2 separate regions of the Sus scrofa genome follow, and region 2 is linked to region 1. A link is a contact called in public HiChIP or PLAC-seq data. All regions are on one chromosome and are shown on one strand. Each heading gives the region's core, a stretch centred on a gene start, on an enhancer-like site or on the middle of the called end of the contact. The rest is flanking DNA. Distances are from core to core; before and after follow the strand shown. Region 1 overlaps LOC110256266 (a long non-coding RNA gene). Region 2 overlaps FRMD4B (FERM domain-containing protein 4B).

Region 1 (4,109 bases), core at 850-3,349:
AAGAGTAGGGGTAAGAAGGATTTTTTGAACTTCTTCATCCCTATTGCAGGTCATAAGACCTTCCTACGATAGGAGCATCCTTATCCTTAAAGACAGAGGGACCAAGATGAATCCTAACATACAGGCCTTGCTCATCTTCTTCTAGTTTACTAATTTGCTCATACACTTCTGTCTTGTCACATTTTCCCATGTCTTTCCATTCTTCCAATCAAACCTAGTATAAAAACAGTCAAGTTTAGGGAGTTCCCTTGTGGTGCAGTGGATTAAGTATCCAGCATTGTCACTGTGAAACCAAGCAGGGCCTTGTGGGCTCCTGGGCACACAAGACTTTCCATGTCCCCCATTTCTTCTTTTTAGGGAAGAGACTTCAGCCTCCATGACCTTTCCTGAGTTCCAAAGGGCAGATTCAAACAGTTGCTAGTCAGGGAAGGGAAGGGATGCAGAGACCAGAGAGGAGCAGTCAAGAGACAATAGTGCAGCTTTGGGGCAGGGTCCTGGTCCCTCCTCAAGGAATATAGGTAACAATATCTTTGAGTTCTTCTGCAGACCTACTCCCCCAAAAAAATGGAAGATGTAAATGAAGCATACTTTATTTCAGAAAGAAGACCACCAGACCACTGAACACCAGCTTTAAAAACAATGCAAACTTGCTTCTACCCTGATCCTTATCTGTGGCACTATTTTTCACTCCCCAAACTGTAAAACCATCTCCCAATCTCTTCTAAGGGAGGACACAGTCTTTAAGGTATTAGCCTGCTGTGACCCTCCTTTGCCTGGCAAAGCAATAAAGCTATTTTTTCTTCTTCACCCAAAACTCTGCCTCCTCCACATTTCTATTTGGCTCCAGTGAGCAGAAGCCAAGTTATGGCAACAACTGCAGTGGCTTGGGTCAGTGCTGTGGTGTGGGTTCAATCTCTGGCCTGGAAGCTTGCACAGGCCATAGGCACAGCCAAAAAATCAAACCAAACCAAACCAAACCAACCAACCAACAACAACAACAAAAAAAAACGTTCAAGTTTAAGGAGTTCCCATTGCGGCTCAGCAGTAACGAATCTGACTTGTGTCCATGAGGATGCGGGTTCAATTCCTGACCTTGCTCAGTGGATTAAGGATCTGGCATTGCTGTGGCTGTGGTGTAGGCTGGCAGGTACAGCTCCAATTTGACCCCTAGCCTGGGAACTTCCATATGCCGCAGGTGCGGCCCTAAAACAACAACAACGAAAAAACCACTCCAGTTTAACCTTTCTTGGGGGGGGGTCTTCATTTTCTTGCGACACACATGCAACACGTGTGTTAAGTAAATGTGTACACTTTTCTCTTGTGACTCAGTCTTCTGTCAGTCCCATTGACAGGGACGCAGCTGGAAAACCCAGAGGGGAGCAGGAAAAAGAATTTTTTCCTCCCCTGTCCTGGGCAGGTCAACATCTGGGCCTCATTACTTCATCTAGATAAAAGTGGGATGGTACATTTATACTTGTGTTATAGGATTTTTGAATAAAAACTAAAGGACATAATCCACATTAAATGCTTATTCAACATTAGGTATATTCTTATCTTTTCACAAAGAAATTAATTGTGTGACTATTTTCTGTCTGTACCTAGCAAATATTGTTCAAACAGAAGTACATGGCTTTTCAATTTTATTCTTTCCAAGACAGCATATAAAACACACTTTATTTTTTTATTTTTATTTTTTGTCTTTTTAGGGCTGCACCCAGAGTTATATGGAGGTTCCCAGGCTAGGGGTCAAATCGGAGCTATAGCTGCTAGCCTACACCACAGCTCACAGCAATGCCCGATCCTTAATCCACTGAGGAGGGCCAGGGATCGAACCCATGTCCTCATGGATGCTAGTCAGATTTGTTTCTGCTGAGCCACGACAGGAACTCCTAAAACACATTTAAAAGAAATATTTAGGAGTTCCCGTTGTGGCTCAGTGGTTCAAGAACCTGACTAGAATCCATGAGGATGAAAGTTTGATCCCTAGCCTTGCTCAGTGGATAAAGGATTTGGTGTTGCTGTGAGCTGCGGTGTAGGTTGCTGAATCGGCTCGGATCTGGCGTTGCTGTGGCTGTGGTGTACGCCAGCGGCTACAGCTCCAATTCGACCTCTAGCCTGGGAACTTCCATGTGCCGTGGGTATAGCCCCAAAAGGACAGAAAAAAAAAAAAAAGAAAGAAAGAAATGTTCAAAGCTTGATACATTTATGAAAATCCTTAACAGTAAGAGGAAGCACTTTTTCCTTAGATCTATTCCTTTTCCACCCCCATCTTCATTCAGGAGAGGGAAGATGGTGAATAAGCCATCTCTTTCATCAGCTCCAAACACTAACTATAAATGGACACAACTTCTATAAATGGTTCCCAAATGTTACTAAATAAATCAGTTCTGTCCTGTTTGTGGCATGCTATTCTCTTATGCAATTCCATTTGGGTCACCATGACTCTGCTCACTGGCTGCAGGTTGCCTGAAGACTTTGGGAGTGTGAAATAAATGCCTAGCTCTCTCCTCAAATTTCCCTGACCCATGGCTGCATTACCTCAGAAGGCGCTCTTGCATTTTTGAAGCCATTGCTTCCCTAGAGTCAAAACGCCCAGCCTGTCTTTTGCTCTTACTAGACCTGAGTAGAGTGAATTACAAGTAGATGTTTACTACTTTGGCTTTATAAGCTTTCTCACAATTCTTATTCAATTGATTTGATTTTGGCTTAATTTCAAAGGTAAATTTATTCTATTACTTCGGAAGGTATGAGGATGTTCTTACGCTATTACTACTAATATTACTACTTCACTAAATATAGCTGGTACTAACAATATTGCTATTACCATCACCACCACTGCTACTAGTACAGCTACTACCGATATTACTACTGCTGCTACAATTACTAGCACTGTTGCTATTATTACCATTAGTATGACAGTCTACTGCTATAACTACTGCTATTAATTTTAAGGCCACATTGCCAACATTTTTTAATATTGCTACGACAGTGTTAAGTGCTTTATCCATAATATGTCAGTTTCATCACACACAATCTTGAATGGTGGATACTTTTATTATTTACCTCCTTTTACATACATTAAAACTGAAATATAGGCCATTGAGCTAAGGACTGCCTCCAAATTGGGGGCTCTTAATCCCTGTCCTCTATTAACTTTCTCAGTCCAGCATAAATGGCATCTCACATATCTAAAAGACTGGAATCACATAGCAGGGGAAGCAGCTGCTTTGTTTGTTGACGAAAGTAAGAAATGAGGAAGAGTTCCCTTGTGGCTTAGTGGAAACAAACCAACTTGTACCTATGAGGACACAGGTTCCACCCCTGGCCTCGCTCAGTGGGTTGAGGATCCAGCATTGCCGTGAGCTGTAGGGTGGGTCACAGATGTGGCTCAGATCACATGTTGCAGTGGCTGTGGCGTAGGCCAGCAGCTGCAGCTCTGATTCGACCCCTAGCCTAGGAACATCCATAAGCCACAGGTGCAGCCCTTAAAAAAAAGGAAGGGAGGGAGGGAGAGAGATAGAAAAGAAAGCAAGAAGGAGGAAGGAAGGGAGGAAGGAAGGGAGGCTGAAAATTGGTAGATTCAAGTAATGTAATCACCAAGAGCTGTGCTATCATTAAACACCTATTGAAAATGTTAAGACATCATAAAAGGATTCTTGGATCAAATTGGTCTGGAGAATGCTGCCTTCAAGTAATTTAGAGATATTTCTTAACCACAAAGTTTTGAACATGCCAACGAGAACTGTGCATTTTAAATTGAGAAATCAGTCAGTCTTCTGAACTGATGACCACAAACAGCTTTTTACCACACAACATGAGTCATGTTCCTCAGAACACATTTTGTGAAATCATGATCTAACAAAGTCAAAGAAAATAATATATCTTAAGAGTTTACATAGAAAAAAGACTGGAAGGAAATACTCTAAAATGTTACAACTCAAGTGGAGGGATTACAGATGATTTTTCTTTTATTTCTTTTATTTTTGGATCCAGCTTTTTTCTATGTCCAGAAAACCAAATGGATGCTACTTTCTTTTAAAAACAGAAAATAACCCCAGATCACCTTTAAATCAATTTCAGAATAATTGCTTTAATTTCCTTACTAACTT
Region 2 (4,109 bases), core at 673-3,172, 170 kb after region 1:
ATAATAATAAAAGTTACTCTTTATGGAGCAACAATTTTGTGCCAACCAAACTGGGGCTTTTTATATATTAATACTAAATTTTACCATAAGCCTGCAAGGAAAGTGGCAGAGCTGAGATATAAACCTGGGACTTCGGATACTGGAGAAAACAAGAGTAGTAAAAGGTTGAGTTAGTTTTTGTTTTTTTTTTTTCTTTTTTATAGTCACACTTGCAGCATATGGAAGTTCTCAGACTGCGGGTTAAATAGGAGCTGCATCTGCAATATACACCACAGCTATAGCAACACCAGATCTGAGCTGAATCTGCTGCCTATGCTGCAGCGTGCAGCAATGGTGGATCCTTAACCCATTGATCGAGGCCAGGGATCGAGTCCTCATCCTCACCGACACACTGTCAGGTTCTTAATCGGCTGAGCCACAACAGGAACTCCTGAATCTGCCATCCTCGTAACTTTTAGCTTGATTTCTGTCACTTAATAGTTTTAACGCAGGAAGAAGATATGTCTTTGTTTATGAAACTACTAGACGGAGGCTGATAATTGTTTCTAGCTTTCCTTAGAGGAATATTATGAAGGTAAATAAGCTTATACAAGTGACATAACATAAGGTTCTTAGAATTACTGCTTTTTTGGATTAAAAATATAAATATCAGGGACTAGAAGTTAAAAGAAATACACCATATTTCAGTTTAGAATGCAACTGATTTAAAGACATAACCTAATATCAGAGATGTTCAAATGTACATCTTTTGTATACGAATTATTGTACACTATCACGTCTCAAAGGTTTTCTCACAGAAAGTGAGAATAATTTTGCCTTTTTGGTTTTGCTTTTATATAGGAAGATGTGGTATCATTTAAAAAGCATAATGTATATTTATATGAACTTGTATGAAATGATGTCCAAGAATGAAGCAAGTTGTATAATAACATGTAGAACATAAATCAATTATATTAACCATAGAAGACACTCAAGCACTACTATATATGAATGAAAATTCTTAGAATTCTTAGATATTCTTGCAGAGAGATACAGAGCAAATTGCTTCAATCAAAAGAGACCAGCCTCAGCTATGATACTGTGTTTTTATAAGAAGCTATTTAAAATAATTTTTTAGAAAAAAAAACCTAGAAATTAGATTTTTTAAAAAGCTCATCTAAAATTTAATTGATAGGATAAAGTTAGGATGCAGAAGTAAAAGTTATCTCTAACTTTATCGCTGAGATATAATCCAAGTTAATCTGCTGTTTTTTAATCCTTGAGACTAAAATGAGATCCTAAAGCACTTATTGCAATGAGATCCTAAAGCACTTATTGCTTATAACCTGCTTGTTTCAAGTTCTTCCACCAGCAAATGGAACAGATCTAACTGATAACTCAAAAAGATAGCTGAATCTACACATTCTCCTCTATCAGCTGTGCTAGGCAACTTTGAAGCAAGTGTCCTTTTTGGCTAGAATTGTATCAAAGGCCCATCAGGTTCATGGGATGGAACGGTGATCAAAAATCACTATTGTGTTGTGAAACCTGTTTTTTTATTTCTTAATAAACAAAGCGTATACAGCAAATCCTTTCAAAACAAGGGAAGGAAAGGAGTTAACTGGGCTGAAAGGGATGGGAACCATTTGGGTGAACAGAACTTCTGCCTCAGAAGGGCCGTGACTGCCCTCTAGGGGTGAAAGACTCACCCTGCACACAGAACGCCAGCAGGTACTAATTAGCCTGAGCTCAGGAGCTAACCTCTCCCTCTGATAGGACCACAAATTTGTTTTTGTTGGTCACCAGCACTACTTTCATTATGTAACTGCACAACTCCATTTTTCCACATCTCTTCTTGGCCTGTGGAATGTGATATAGACAGTGGCTGGTTTCATCGAGGGTTTCACCCCCTTGGCTTTGCCTGACTCTATTTAGAGAAGTTCACCAAAGGCAAAGAGCTGATGTGGCATCTAGGCTGGAAAATGCAACTCAGACAGCATCCTGGGAGGGATCAGACTCAGTGGTTTTAGCGGGGCGGGAAGGGGAGTGCTGAAAGAAAATACTTTCCAAAAATATTTACCAGACAGAGAAAAAGGACTAGGCTTATGACCAAGACATTCCAAGGAGACACCCTTCAACAGAAGCAATTTTCCAGACCTGTTCCCCAGAAAGGTAGAGATGGCCAACTCCCACTCCCCCTCCAAAAGCCCAGCTCATTCTTCTTCTGAAAATAAACACAGCTGGGGCCAGAAGACACCTTCTAAACTGAGCATAATTCACATACAGACTCTGCTGTCACTGGCAGAGGAGGTTATGAAGGACATTTTGGAGCCAGGTTTCTTGGAAAGACTACCTCCACTGACCAATGGCATCAAAGGGGATAGATGAGGAGGCACTTGAGTGAGACATTCTTCTTCCACCAGAGCATTTAGAAAGGAATCATCCCAAGGCACACTAAGGGGAAGGAGGCCCATGTCAGGAAAGGAGGTCATTCATACGATGTATTCCTTTCTTGCTGAAGAGAAGGTCCTAGAGTCTGAACGCCTGATTTATGCCCTGCCTGGTTAGGCTCACCTGAGCTTGGAGTTTTCCCAGCAGCCTGCCGTGTGACCAGGCTGCTTTTCCAACCCACCATGAACTCTGTAGCCTGGGAAACTTGCAAGACCACAGTCATTAATCAGGCTACTCCCCTGCAGAACATCCTTCAGTGGCCTCGGCGTGCCTTTTCCATCTACGTGATTCTCAGGCTCACCTCTGAGATTGTGCCTCTTATATCTTACTCCACGATCAGGACACCTTCCACCCCACTGCACAGATGTACCGTGTTCACGACCACATCCGTGCATCGGCACACAAAACGACTCTTCCCTGGAATGTCAGGTCCTCTCTCCTCTGCCTAAGGGCTATCTGCCCTCCCAGTCACCTTTCTGTGTGGGCTCCCACCCAGGTCCTCCTAAGCCTCCTTCAGAACACATTTTCCTGCCATGGCTATGAATAATAGGATGATAACAATAGGATGGGCAGCTATCATAGCAGCTATTTTTTTGCTGCTATGTGCCTGGACTCTGCATCCCTTTCCTGCCTAACAGAATAATACTATGATCCTCTTCTATGTACCTTCTCTAGTACTTTTTATAGTAGTTATTTTGGTACTGTTATTATGCCCATTGTACAGATGAGGAAACTTGAGTGTCATATATGTTAAGTCTAAGACCACAAAGCTTCCAAGCCTAAGATCACAGAGCTGCCAGGCTTCTATGATTTCTATCCCTGCTAACCTCTCGACCTTATATTGTACCACTTTCCTCATACTCTCTGTATTCAAGTCATATTGGCTTTTTTTTTCCTTTCTCAAAACTGAAACATAAAAAACCAAAAGTCAAGCTTATTCTCATTTTTGCACTGGCTTTAGTAGGGAACGCCTGTCCAGACTTTTGCAGAACTGCTGCTGCTTCTTTTTTTTTTTTAATGGACACACGTGCAGTATATCAGCATATGGAAGTCCACAGACTCTAGGGGTCAAACTGGAGCTGCAGCTGCCAGCCTGTGCCACAGTCACAGCAACGCCAGACCTGAGCCACATCTGTGACTGATGCTATAGCTTGTGGCAATGCCAGATCCTTAACCTACTAATTGAGTCCAGGGATTGAACCTGCATCCTCAGGGACACTACATCAGTCCTTAACCCACTGCGCTACTACGGGAATTCCTTCTTCTAATTTTTTTTCTTTTAGCATGAAGAAGTTCCCCAGGCTAGGGATCAAACTGGTGCCACAGAAGCAAGCCAAGCCACAGCACTGACAACACTGGGTCCTTACAACAACCCACTGGGGAACTCTACTTCTTGCTTTTTATTATCCATGAACTTTTAGAAGCTGTCCTGGTCCATCCTGTCTAAAACTGCTCCCAAACTTTTCTTGATCATGGCCTCTCATTTTATGTCCTCCAAAGCATTTGCCATTTCTGGTATTTTCTCATTTATCTCTTTATTTACTTTTTTGCTGGACCATTCCAGTGCAATAAAGCTCCATGAGAGCAAGAACCTGGTCCATGTTGTTCAAGCTGAATCCCTGGAAGCTAGACTGATGCTTAGCATTTAGTAGCGGTCAAGAAATATCTGTTGAGTGGAT

Evidence for each region. HiChIP or PLAC-seq counts read pairs in DNA pulled down with a chosen protein or histone mark.
Region 2: an H3K27ac HiChIP or PLAC-seq map of alveolar macrophages shows a contact between it and region 1. The contact joins two enhancer-like sites. A contact is called at or near these places in 1 of 5 promoter capture datasets (liver), 7 of 47 Hi-C or Micro-C datasets (embryonic fibroblasts, fetal skeletal muscle, heart right ventricle and 2 more) and 2 of 2 datasets of contacts at active chromatin or transcription factors (alveolar macrophages and skeletal muscle).

What each region holds. Positions count from the first base shown.
Region 1 is chr13:50,558,597-50,562,705 of Sscrofa11.1, forward strand. All of the region lies in intron 1 of LOC110256266 (a long non-coding RNA gene), which reads right to left. Among named protein-coding and RNA genes, the nearest start is that of LMOD3, 6.3 kb to the left of the region's middle. Within about 2 kb of position 2,100, at least 2 of the 83 cell types and tissues checked have an H3K27ac peak or open chromatin away from gene starts, as enhancers often do. A contact at or near this core is called in alveolar macrophages, where this site is marked.
Region 2 is chr13:50,732,704-50,736,812 of Sscrofa11.1, forward strand. All of the region lies in intron 4 of FRMD4B (FERM domain-containing protein 4B), which reads right to left. Among named protein-coding and RNA genes, the nearest start is that of LMOD3, 180 kb to the left of the region's middle. Within about 2 kb of position 1,923, at least 10 of the 83 cell types and tissues checked have an H3K27ac peak or open chromatin away from gene starts, as enhancers often do. A contact at or near this core is called in alveolar macrophages, where this site is marked.